2 separate regions of the Mustela erminea genome follow, and region 1 is linked to region 2. The links are chromatin contacts, called in public Hi-C maps. All regions are on one chromosome and are shown on one strand. Each heading gives the region's core, a stretch centred on a gene start, on an enhancer-like site or on the middle of the called end of the contact. The rest is flanking DNA. Distances are from core to core; before and after follow the strand shown. Region 1 holds the start of HIBCH (3-hydroxyisobutyryl-CoA hydrolase, mitochondrial). Region 2 holds the start of WDR75 (WD repeat-containing protein 75).

Evidence for each region. Hi-C and Micro-C count contacts between places; a contact is called where the count stands out from the background.
Region 1: a contact with region 2 is called in a Hi-C map of spleen, with 12 times the contacts expected there. The contact joins the promoter of HIBCH here to the promoter of WDR75 in region 2. A contact is called at or near these places in 2 of 3 Hi-C or Micro-C datasets (skeletal muscle and spleen).

What each region holds. Positions count from the first base shown.
Region 1 is chr8:3,046,592-3,053,216 of mMusErm1.Pri, reverse strand. It overlaps HIBCH (3-hydroxyisobutyryl-CoA hydrolase, mitochondrial), which reads left to right and starts at 3,426. Exons shown (of 13, transcript XM_032354176.1): 1 at 3,426-3,626. The coding sequence starts at 3,519.
Region 2 is chr8:2,229,422-2,235,364 of mMusErm1.Pri, reverse strand. WDR75 (WD repeat-containing protein 75) reads right to left here and starts at 1,972. Exons shown (of 21, transcript XM_032354140.1): 1 at 1,830-1,972. The coding sequence starts at 1,915.

The DNA.
Region 1 (6,625 bases), core at 2,177-4,676, 820 kb before region 2:
AGACTACACAGCTAGAGACAATTGTGAGATGACTTAGCAGCTGAAACATGGTACAGGGAGGATTTGTTGTCAGTGAAATGCACAGTGAATCGAAGGATGTGATGCTTGTGGGAGAAGAGAGAAGTTAGATCTGAATGTTTTACATGGGTACCAGAATCGTGGCACTGGGGCATTAAGAGGATAGGGCAAATCTGAGAGATACTTCTAAGAAATAGCTGATGACTGGCTGGGAATGAGAAAAGAAAATACAAATTCAAGAGCAGTAACCAGCTTCCAAACAGGTCTCAATGAGCCCAGCCGCCTGGTATTCTCACCCTGCTGCAGTCCCCTCCCCCACTGCACCAGGTGTGGTATGTGTGACCAGCAGAACGAGGAGGTAGTGATGGTAGGTGACTTCCAAGATTGGGTTATGAAAGATACTATGGCTTCTCTTGAGTGGTTCTCTCTCTTGGATCACACACTCTGTAGACACAGAGCCACTACTCTGTGACAGCTCCGTGGAGAGGACCACGTGGAGAGGAGCTGAAGCTTGCCAACGAGCTCATGAGTGAGTCTGGAAAGGGGTCCTCCTGTCCGGTTGAGCATTCAGATGACTGCAGTCCCACCAGGACTGCAACCTCAGGAGAGACTCAGCCACAACCACTTCTCAGCCTCTCTCTGGTTCCCATGTTTCCGAGTCTGAAAGAGATAATGAATGTTTGTTATTTTAAGTTGCTGAATCTTGAGGCAATTTGTAACAGCATTAGATGATGACTACGTCAAACAACAATAAAAAGATAACCTCATTTAAAATAGGCAAAAGAACTGAATAGCCACTTTACCAAAGCAGATAATGAACACAAAAAAAGATGCTCAATATTATTAGACACCAGGGAAATGCAAATTAAAACCACAGTGAGCTAACACATACATCAGAAGGCTAAGATTAAAGACAGCACAAAAAGTTGATGAGGATGTGGAGCAACCAGAATTCTTTGATTTTAAAACTGTGATATGGTTCACATACCATACAGTTCACCCATTTAAAGTACACAATTCAATGGTTTTAGTATAGAGCAACCATCACCAGAATACATTTAAAAATATTTGTATTACTCCAGAAGGAAACCCAGTACCTCCTAGCTGGCATCCTCCAGCTGTTCTACGACCCCTTCTAAACCCTAGTCTACTTTCTGTCTCTATGCATCTGCTTATTCCGGACACTCATATTAATGAACTTGTGATCATTTGTCCTTGGTTCCTTTCACTTAGCACAGCGTTTTCAGGGTTCATCTATGTTGTAGCACATCATGACCTGAGCTGAAGGCAAATGTTAACCGATGGAGCCACCCAGGTGCCCCAGATGTATTACTTTTTAAAAATCCAGCAGTTGATACACATTTGAATTATTTCCACTCTTTGGTTATTATGAGTAGCTGTAAACACTTGTGTGGCACACTTTCGTTTCCTTTGGGTATATTCATAGGAGTGAGATTACTAGGCCAAAGGTCACTCTATATTTAACCAATTGAGGGATTGCCAGATTTTTTCCAAAATGGCCATAAAATTTTATATTCCCACTGATCATGTATGAAGACTCTCATTTTTCTACATCTCCCCCAACACTTGTTATTTTCTGTCTTTTTGATTATAACCATCTTAGTGGGTATGAAGTCATTATCTCATTATGGTTTTGATTTATACTTCCTTGTTGGCTAATCATATTGAGAATCTTTTCATATGATTATTGATCACTGGTAGATCTTCTTTGGAGAACTGCCTATTCAGATTCATTGCTCACTTTGGAATGATTTTTTAAATTATTATTAAGTTGTAACAGTTCTTTATATATTCTAGCTACAAAATCTGTATTAAATGTATCATTTGGAATTTTTTTTCCTATTCTGTGGGCTGTCTGCAACTAGAATTCTTAGTCCAAAATGATATGAACACTTTTGAAAAACATCTTGGATTACGTAATTTGCCTAAGGTCACAAAACTATTAGCATGCTAGGGACAGGATGTGACTGACTACATAATCTGTAGGCCCACCTATGGCGAAAAGAAAATGTGAGACATCTTGTTAAAAAACTGTTAAAAGTAGGACATTAAACTAAGACAGGGCCTTTCTAAGCATGGGGCTTTGTGAGGTGCAGGTCACATGAACATGAAGCTTCAGGAACAGGAAAGGTTTGAATCTTGGGTTAACAGGAAAGCTCATGCTTTCCAATAAACCGTACTGGGTTGAATGATCTGTTCATTTTGGGGGCACATTGAATGAGACATGATGGCCATGTCAGATGCTGATATCAGATATTGATGTTCCAGAGCAGGTTAAAAAAGGAATTACAGGTCAGGAGTTCCTTCCGTGAAGCCCGTGTGTCTTCTGCTCAGTGGGCATTTGGTAATTATATTTGACCTAAGTGAGAAAAATAATTTTTCATAAAGTCTTGATAGTATCTTCTTAAATGTTAACTAGCTAAGACGAATTCCTTTAACTTTCCTCCCTCTGAAATTCTTCACTGAATTCCTTTTTTCTGACTAACGTGTCAATACTTACGTGGTGATGAAATGTTTGGGGCTGGACATCTGGGTGTATCTGGATACAGAGAAACGTTCTTCTGAATCGACTTAACAGTGAATCCTAATGGATAAGGTAAACTTTGATTTCATTTAAGAGTAAGCTACTTTCTGAATATAATTATGCTTTCGCTGATAACAGTAACTTTCAGTTTTGTTGGTCAAGATGTGTCTATCACCTCTTAATAAGACAAATTTTTGTCTGCCGTTGAGGAAGACTGGGGATCTATAGCTTCGCCAAAAAACTTGACATGTGCCAGTCCTAATGTTAAAGCTTCTGCTTGGTAAGGCTGGGATTTCATAAACTACACCAGGATCCTATTATCAAGTGTGTATTTCATCTGATTCTCAAAGAAGAGAATACTAAATGTTTATTTTTCGTTAAAAAAAATCTTAAAATTCGAGCAAAGTCTTTCATGCCAATGCCTGCTGGTCGGGTCTAGCCCAACAGAGCCTCTAGGGAACAAAAAATATATATTTTTCCTTTTTTAAAGATTTATTTGATAGAGGGGTGAGGGGCAGAGGGAGGGTCTCCAGAGCACCCCCCCACTGAGAGGTGAGCCCAACATGGGGCTGGAACCCTGATCCCGAGATCCGGATCGCAGCCAAAGCCGAGCAGAGTCCCATGTGTAACACACCGAGCCGCCCGGGGCAGCAGCCGAGAGCGACCTCTTCCCTCCCAGTCCTCCAGGCTCGGGTCCAGGCCGCTCCTTCCGCCCGGCCCCACCCTGTCCCCGCCTTCGCCAAAGCCCCGCCCCCTAACCAAGCCCCACCTCCATCCTCTTCCCCCGCCCTCCCCCCATTTCCGCCCGCAGCTGTTCTCGCCCCGCCCCTCTGCGTCGCGCCGCCAGTGAGGGGGCGGGGCGGAAAGCCCGTCGCGGGCCCCTCTGGCCGCCTGGAGGACCCGTCCTCTGTGTCCCGCGGCGCAGGGCGGAGCCGGGCGGCGGTGGGCGGGTCTGATGGGAGACCACGCGAGATCGCGAGATCCCGCGGGGCAACGCCCCCTGCCACCTTCCGCGCGCGGGTTCCTGAGCCATGGGGTCGCCGACGTGGAGGCTCGTGTCCGGGTGAGCGAGCGAGCGAGCGGCCTAGCGCGGGCTCCCGGCTGTCGCCGAGGGACAGAGGGTCGCGCGCCGCGGGGGCGGCCCGGCCTCGACGTCCCCGGCGGCCGTCGGGGGCACGACTCGGACCCGGGCGCACGCCCCGCCGCGCCCCGCCCCGCGCTCCCTCGGCCTCGCCCGCCCCGCCTCTTCCTTCGCGGCGCGGTGCGGGGCGGTGCGGGGCGGTGCTTCGGCGTGCGGGGCTGCGGGGCTGCGGGGCTGCGGCGTGCGGGGCTGCGGCGTGCGGGGCGTGCGCGGCCGGTTCTGGCCGGCTTCTCCGGCGGGGGCCCCGGGGTGGTGTGCGCGGAGGTCGGGCGTCTGCGCTGCGGGGACACTGCTGAGCCGCCTCGGACTCCTGCGGACCCTGTGTCCCTGCGCGCTCTGGCCCTGCCGCGTGTGGCTCCGCTCGTTCGTACGTGTCGCGGCGCCCCGGCAGCTCCCGGCGTCCTGGGGAGCCGTCCCAGGTCAAGACAGCTCTCGGGTTCTCTGGGCGCGTCTGTCCCGGGCGCGAGTCCCCGCCGCCTGCACGGGTCGTCCGCCGCTCCGCTGCCGGTTTGCACCGGTGTGACCCGCACCCGTCGGGGCTTGCGGCGCACCCAGTGTGACCCGCACCCGTCGGGGCTTGCGGCGCACCCAGTGTGACCCGCACCCGTCGGGGCTTGCGGCGCACCCAGTGTGACCCGCACCCGTCGGGGCTTGCGGCGCACCCGAGTGTGACCCGCACCCGTCGGGGCTTGCGGCGTCTCGGAGTTGTTCTAGGTGTTTGAAGTTCTCCGACTTCTGCCGCGCTCGCAGCCTCCGCCTGGGACCCTTCCTGCTGGTTCCGATTTCCCAGCTGTTCCTCTTGCAGAAACTTGACTCGTGGACTTCTAGCTTCTGCCTGTGCCTGCCGGTGGTCTTGCTGAAGTCCTTTTGCTAAGAAGTTCTTAGAGGTGTCCGCCTACTTACGGAATTAATAAGAATTCCCTAGTCCTGCTTCAAAGATTTGACCCGACTTTGCTTCATGGATTCTGTACCGCTTAGGGTTATATTCTAGCTTCTGGGAGTTCTAGACACTTCCCTGACCCTGCAGCCAACCTGGGCTACTTGCTACTGTTTCTCATAAAGACTTTTGAAGTCCCAAAAGAAAGCAGACGAGAAACCAGTATTTAAACAAAGGTAATACTTAGTTGCAGACTCGCGATAAGTGTCCTGAAGGGAAGATACAAGGATGAGAGAGATTTGGAAGTGAAAGCGGGGGAGGCTCTTCCAAGAGCTTGATCTTTCCAGTGGCCCACGGTACTCCCGGCTTTCGGCATCGGCCCTGTGCTCTGCGCAACGGCATTGTTTCGGCGCTTGCTCCTGGAGCTGTCTCCTCTTCTACATTGTTGTTTCCCCGGGCTCAGTATTAGATTCTCTCACATTTTGTTCTGGGTTAGGAGTCACGGACCCGAAGGCAGAGGCTGGGAAGGAAGCATTGAGTAATGCTGGCTACACATCAGCAGGGTCGGGCCTAGTAGGGAACCTGTGAGTTAGAGAAAGTGTCTGTCGCAGGAGGCTGGCTTCTCATCCCGGGCAGGCCATGTTGCCATTGTAGAATGGAGACCCAAGCTTTCTGTAACTGTTTTTTTATGGGAAACAATTTTTTGGTGAATCTCTTGATTTTAAATGTCTAGTTTTAAAACACTGCTGACCAGACAAAACACATTAGTAGACCCGGGCAGCATTCAGGCCACTGGTTTTCAGCTACAGCTGTCTCATTCCTCAAGGGCGGGTGAGACGTTCTTACACCTCAGCGGTTATCTTTGTGCCTGACTTTGTGACCTAGCTTCGGTCCTGACTTCTCTGTCAAACTCCGGTCTCTCCACTTGCTGTTGAATGTTTCCGTTTATGTCAACACAGTCTCAAGAAACTGAAAATGGACTTCATATTTCATTCTACAGACCAGCTCGTTTCCTGGCCAGCCTTTTCAGTACCTGTAGTCACTTAGCTATCCAAGCTTGACCTCTTATAATTGTTTTTAGCGAGTTTTTTTTTCCTTTCCGTTGAGTTTGAACTTCATAATGTCTCCTAAGAAATCATTCCTGTGTTTCTACAGCTGCTGTTCATCAGTTCATGCCTGAATTTCTTGGTCTTGGGCTTGATTTTCTGTTCTATTCACCTTCTACCTTGCCTACTTCAGCTATAATCTTCATTAAGCACTATTTTTTAAAAAAAGATTTTTATTTATTTGACAGAGATCACAAGTAGGCAGAGAGGTAGGCAGAGAGAGAAGGAAGCGGGCTCCATGCTGAACAGAGAGCAGGGCTCAATCCCAGGACCCTGAGATCATGACCTGAGCCGAAGGCAGAGGCTTAAGCCACTGACCCACCCAGGCACCCCAAGCACTATTTTCATTATTTCATCTTAAACAGTTCCATGAAGAGTTTAATTTTGTAAACTCATGTGTGATTTATTGAGTAATTTGTGGAAATCTCCTAAATCCTAGTGTTCTCATCCTTCTAAGACAGTTGTTTCTAACTTCAGCATGTATCAGAATCACCTGGAGGGTTTGTTAAGCATAGATTTTTGGGCTCACCCTGCAGTCTTGAATTCAGTAGGTCTGGGTTGGGGCTGACAATTTGCATTTCTGACTTGTGCCCCTGGGATGCTGATGGTGCTGGTCCAGGTGCCACACTTTGAGAACAGCTGCTCCCAGCAGGCAAGTTTGAGCACCACCTGGAGGAAGAAGTCTGATGAAGTGATTTAGTAAATTAGTAGTAGCTGGAAGGTGCGTGTCCTCCTCATGTCCACCAGATGGCAGTGTGGAGCCACCAGGAGGGAAAGACAAGACCTTCAATTCAGAATTATTTGGGACTGAATAGTCAAATACCTTTTTGAGATGTTAATACCAGATTTTAGGTAACGGTTGAATAGAAATTGGAACAAGTAAAATTAATGTGATTATATGGAGTCTGGTAAGGGACATGTTTATACTTAGGTTTTTC
Region 2 (5,943 bases), core at 723-3,222:
GGGCAATGTTTACTCGACAGTTTTCATTATGGATACAGTCTCAGAACAAAGCTCAGAGGTACAAATCTTCTAGTTTCTACAAAGAAAAAAGATGTTTGTTGTGTGCCCATTTCGACTAAACCCTGTACCTGCGTGACGGGCACCGTGGAAGGTACAAACCGCAGAATTCCTGGGCTACATCTCTGCTCTGTGCTCCCCAGTGCCCTGTACGGGACTTGGCCCTAGTACTGCCCGCGTCGGGCCGAAATTCCTTCTCTTACAGACACAGACATCTGGACGCATCTGCCGAAAGTTCGGACAGGGCAAAGGCCTTCCCGGGTCTCGGATTCCCAATGTCCAATCTAGTTTGAACAGAATCACCGATCCTCAAAGACGCAGTAAACGCGGTGGATGAACCAGTAAGAAAGCGTCACAGGAGGAGGAACGGGTGCGTCTGGCATTGCTGTGCGGGTCCCCATCGTCCGGTTTGATCGGCTCTCAGACACCTGCTCTCAGACGCGTTCACCTCGGAAGCAGGACGGGCCGGCGGCCGCAGGCGGGAGACGCAACAGATTAAGGACGTCCGAGGTATGCGGTTCCCCTTGGGCTGCAGCCGCCTCTTCGCTCCCCGGAGGACCTTAATCCCGCTCGGCATCCGCAGCCCGGAGTCGTCTCCCGGCGCGGCCCCTGCCTTCGTCTTGCCCCGTCGTGCCAGGTTGGTCCCGCCGGCCGGGCCGCACCACCTCCTCAGAGGCGACGCTGTGACAGCTGGTGCGTGTCCCCCGCCCTGAGGACACGGTCTAAACTTGAGACTTGGCGGCGCTCTGGGCCGGTCTGCCCGGAGGCGCCGCTGCCGTCCCGCGAGCCCCTCCGGGAAACGCACGCGGTTCGGGAGCCGCCGCCGCGCAGCCTCCCGCCGCGGATCAGCACCGCGTCCGGGGACGCTCAGGGCGGCGCGGGGCCGGGCGAGGACACGTGCGGAGGCGTCTCCCGGCGCGCGACGCGGGGCGAGGACCCGGGGGCGCCGCGCGGGCACAGGGGAGGCCGCCGGGCCCGGTCCGTTCGGCTCCAGCGCGGCGAGGCCAGCCCCGGAGGCACCGCTCGGCGACTCTCGCCCAGCCCTGAGCACCGCGCCGTGCGGGGCACGAGCCCCCCGGCGGCCGCCCGCACTCCTCCGGGGTGGAAGGCGCCTCCACCGGCGGAAGCGCGCGGGATCCCCTCCGCCCCCGCGCCCGCCAGACGCCGCCGGCAGGGACCGCGGGGACCCGGAGGCTGTGCGGCCGCGCCGCCGACCGCGCCCCGCCCCCAGCGGCCCCGCGAGACGACAGAACGCGGCTCCCGCACACAGCCCGGGCCACCGAGGAGCGAGAAGCCGCGCGGGGAACGCAGCGAGCGCCCGGCACGGGCGGGTCCCCGCGGCCGCGAGACCGGAGCTCCGGGCCGGCGCGGGGCCGCGTCAGACACGCCGGGCGCGGGCGAGACGCGAATCTGAGCCCCGCAACTCGAGGCCCCGCTCTTCCCGACGGGGGACGCTCCTCGGGGCGCGCAGGGGCAGCGGCGGGCGGAGCCTGCGCCCGGGCTTCCGCGCCGCGCGGGGACACGCGGGCCCGCCCGGCCCTCGCTCCGCCGCCGAAGCCGCGGCCCCGGGGGCAGCGCCCCGCCGGCCGCCGCCGCGCCAGGAGCGACCCTCGGCGCCGCCCCCTCCGCGCGCCCCGGGGCTCCCGCACGCGCGATTCCCGGAGCCCACGGCGCGTCTGCGAGCCCGGACCGGCCGGACCGCCCCCCAGCCCCCGCCCCGCCCCGGCGACTCACGCCCCCCAGCCCGGTCCCGACGCGCCGCGGCCGCGTACTTAGAATCCGCAGAAAACACCGCCCGCCTGAAGTTCAACTCGCTGCCGCCACAGCGCACCACGCGCACACTCTCCGCCGCCACCATCTTCGCGCAGGCGCAGGGCCTCCGGCTCGCGGGCCCGCCCCGGACGGCCTCCGGCGCGCGAGTCTCCGCCCACAGAGCCCGAGCGGGGGCTCCTCTAGGCTTCCGTCTCGGTGGTAAGACCCAGCCGCCATCTTTGGTGTGGGCGACGTTAACGTCGGACACGTGTGGAAAAGGTGGAAGCGAAACGGAGACACAGAGGCGCTCCGTTTAGGTTAGACGCCGCTGAGCGCGTACTTAGTGCAAGGAAGCGTCTCCCGGCTCTGTCCATTTGCTTCTGTAACTTCTTCCGCCAGGAGGGAAGGGCGGCCGCGGGCTACCACGTGACCGCCCGCCGGCCCTCCCCGCCCAGCCAGGGGCCGCTCCCGCGCTGTGATTCGGCGCCGCGGGCTGACGCGGGCGCTCGGCCTTCTCGGGGCCGCCGCCGCGCTCCTGGGGAAGGGCCGCTGCCCGCTGCCCGCTGCCCGCGCGCCTGCTCGTCCCGCCGCCTCCTCGCGCGCCGCCGAGCGTGGCGCCGGTGCCCGTAGCCTCCACAGCTCCGAGGGTGGGCGCCGGCCGCCTGCCCCGCGACTCGGGTCGTTGAGGGATTCCGCGGAGCCGCTCGGACCGACCCGCCGCTCCCTCCGACCTTTTCGTCCTCGACCCTTTCGTCGGGCTCCTCGGCGCCGGCTGCGTGGGCTTCGGCTTCCCCGTGGGTCGGCGGCGGGGCCCTCGCGGGTCCGTCCCCGCTCCTTCCCGTGCGGCCGCGGCCGGGCTTCGGGTCCCCGCCCGTCCGGCCACCGCGCGCCGGGCCCGACGGGCCTCTGCGTCCCGCGACGGCTGCGGCTCGGCGGTGGGGGGAGCGGGTGCGCCCTGCGCGCGGCACTTCCCGCTGTGTGACGCGTGCGCGGCCCCCGGTGTCCCCGCGGTGACCGGGCGGGAGCCAGCGGGGGAGCGCGGATGTCTGAGGGGCTGAGGTGTGACCCGGCGAGTTCGTGCGCGTCAGCGCCGCGCGGTGACGTGAGGTAAAGTCGCGCGTCAGCAGCTTTTCAGGAGCCGTTGCGGCGCGGCCGTCGGGTCGGAGCGGCCGCGGCCCGGAGACTTCGCCGTCGACGCCGAGCGCGTTTTCCGGCTGCGCCCGTCACTGCGCCTTGTTCCCGGTCCGGCCGCGCGTCCCTCCCTGTGCCGCGGCCGCCGCGCTTCGGCGGCGCCCGGCGCCGTGTCCGTCGGGGCGACGCCGCGGAGCTGGCCGAGTCCTCGTCTCCAAGGAGGACGCCGGCTCGTTGGCGCTGCCGAGGCGGCCGGCGGGGCACGGCTCGCTGCGGTCGCTGCAGAGGCCGCGGGACTCCAGCGCCGTCCGGACGGATCGCCCCGTTGTGTCTGCGGGGACGTCCGTGGAGTCGAGACGAGTTCCGGGGACACCGGGCGGACGACTCTCGGCAGCCGGGACCGGAAGGCCCGTCGCCGCGTGTTGAGGCTCGGGTGTGGGGACGACCCACGAAGACGAGGCCTGCCGACGGGCGGCCTCTCGAGGACCCGTCGCAGCGGGAAGGACCGCTGACGCGGCGTCCGGCCCGCGTGGCCTTGAGCCGGCGGCGAGCAGCGGCCGGAGGGCGGCGGGAGCGGCGCGGCCCCGTCGGGATGCGGCCTGGAACGCGCCGCCTCGGGGAGGAGGACGACGACCTTCAGTCCCGAGGCCGAGGGCTTCGCTGCTCCCGGCCTTGGTGCGGGGACGCGCGGCGCGCCGCAGGGGCCGCAGGCTCGGGTGCGCGCGCGGCCGTCGGGAGCGTTTGCGGCACCAGGAGGGCGAGGCGGAGGGGAAGGCGGCGGGTGCTGCCTGCGGGGGCGGGCGCGGGGTCGGACGCGTCCCGGGCCTTCCGCCGACGGAGCCGGGCCAGGCGGCTCCTCTGTGAGGGCGAAGCCCCCGCGATCTCCCCGCCCTCCTCCGGCGTCGTGCGGGAAGGTCCTTCCAGGGCGATCGTGACCTCGGGTAGCACCGGAAACCCTTCTGGCCACGTTCACCCTTCCAGGGTCTCGTCTCCGGGCTGAAATCCGTTTTGTCCGGAGTCCCCGGAGGAACAGACCAGTAGGACCTAGTATGTAGGACCGATGGCGGCCGACGTCTGCTTTAAAGGGACGGGGATGGGCGCGCGCAGTTCCGGCGGCGGGAAGGGCCCACCGTCTGCAGGGGACACCCGGAGGCCGGTGCTCCGCGGCGGCTTGCGCGGGAAGGGGATGCGGTCAGGCTGGTCCGTGCAGGGGAAGACCAGTGCGGAGGCCCGCAGGCCGGTCCAGAGCAGCGCATCCTTCATTCCGACTCTCCTCGCAGGTCCGTAACGGGCCCCGAATGCTGCCCGCACCGGGCAGTCCGCGACTCCGTCCACTCCAATGCCGGGGCCGTCTCGAAATCCTGCCTCAGACTACCCGAGAAGGAAGGTTCAGCCGAATATCGGGGAATCAACCCGATGACGCAGTTGAGTTGACGCATGAAATTAGCCATAAACCGGCAATTACTGATTGGTTCTTTGTCCCTACAGTTTTGCCTTTTCCAGACACTCAAACAGCGTCATCTAGTACCCGGCTTTCGAGTCTGGCTTCTTTCATTCCTTTTCATTTCTGGTGATGCACAGACCTGTACCCCTGGGCCTAGTAATGCATTATATGTTTATAAAAAAATTTTTAAAAAATTATTAAAAGAAAAGACAACTGCTACTCATACACACAACCGTCTGGATATTCTTCAAAGCATTATGCTAAAATGTGATACACAGTGTTATTCCACTTATATGACGTTCTCAAAAAGACTGATGTGTAATAAAAGACGAGACTGGGAAAAAATAATAATTACAAAAATACATGAGTAGCTAAGCAATAAATACAGGTCCCAAACTTCAAAAAAAAAAAAAAGTTATGCTGACTCTTGGTTTAGGAGGTAGGAAGGAAGTATGGAGGGTGTCCATGAAAGGAAATACACATAATATTATTTTAATTTTTACAGATTGAAGACATACTGGGGAGTACCACTATAAAAGAGAACTTTTGTTGTTATACGTTGTTTTTCTCATTATAAAAGTGGCATCTCAAAATTTAAAAATTCTAGTTGAACTCTCAGATCTCAGTTTGAGAGACTAGGCAATAGAGCATAACTCCTTAAAGCTAAAAAGACTGAAGATTTTGTACAGCTATGCAAAAAAGTCCTTAGGTAGATCCTGAAGGATCCCCCCAAAATGTAATTATGCAAAAGACTATACTTTTAAGTACCTGGTGTTAATAAATACTTTATGCTAATTATATCCCCAAAGAATATTCTAGTTACTGATACCAATCTCTTGCTAAATTCTCATTACTATTTATAAACAAGTAGTTAACCTTAGCTATACATAGGAAGTACCTGGAGTGTTTTAGAAAATAACGAAACTTGGTCCAACCCCTGGAGATTCTGTTGTAGTTGCTCTGCAGTGTCACATGGGTATCAGAGTTGTTGGGTTTTTTAAAAAATTGTGGTAACATACACATAACAAAAGTTTTTATTAGTGACATTTAATATATTCACAATGTTATGCAACCATCACTGTATCTATCAAAAACATTTTTGTCGCTCCAAAAGAAAATCCTTTACCATTAAGCACTCACTACGTATCCTCCTTCAAGTGCTAGTGTATAAAAATAAAACTGAGGGATGCCTGGGTGGCTCAGTTGGTTGGACGACTGCCTTCGGCTCAGGTCATGATCCCGGAATCCTGGGATCGAGTCCCGCATCAGGCTCCCAGCTCCATGGGGAGTCTGCTTCTCCCTCTGACCTTCTCCTCGCTCATGCTCTCTCTCACTGTCTCTCTCTCAAATACATAAATAAAAAACTTTAAAAAAAATAAAACTGATTTTTGTGTGTTGATATTATATCCTGCAACTTTGATGAATTCATTTATAGCTCTAATAGTTTTTTGTTCTGTATCCTTTAGGATTTTTTTTTTAATTTATCAGATTATGTCATCTATGAATATTTACTTCTTTTCCAGTTTGGATATTTTTTGTTTCTTTCTCTAATTAATCTG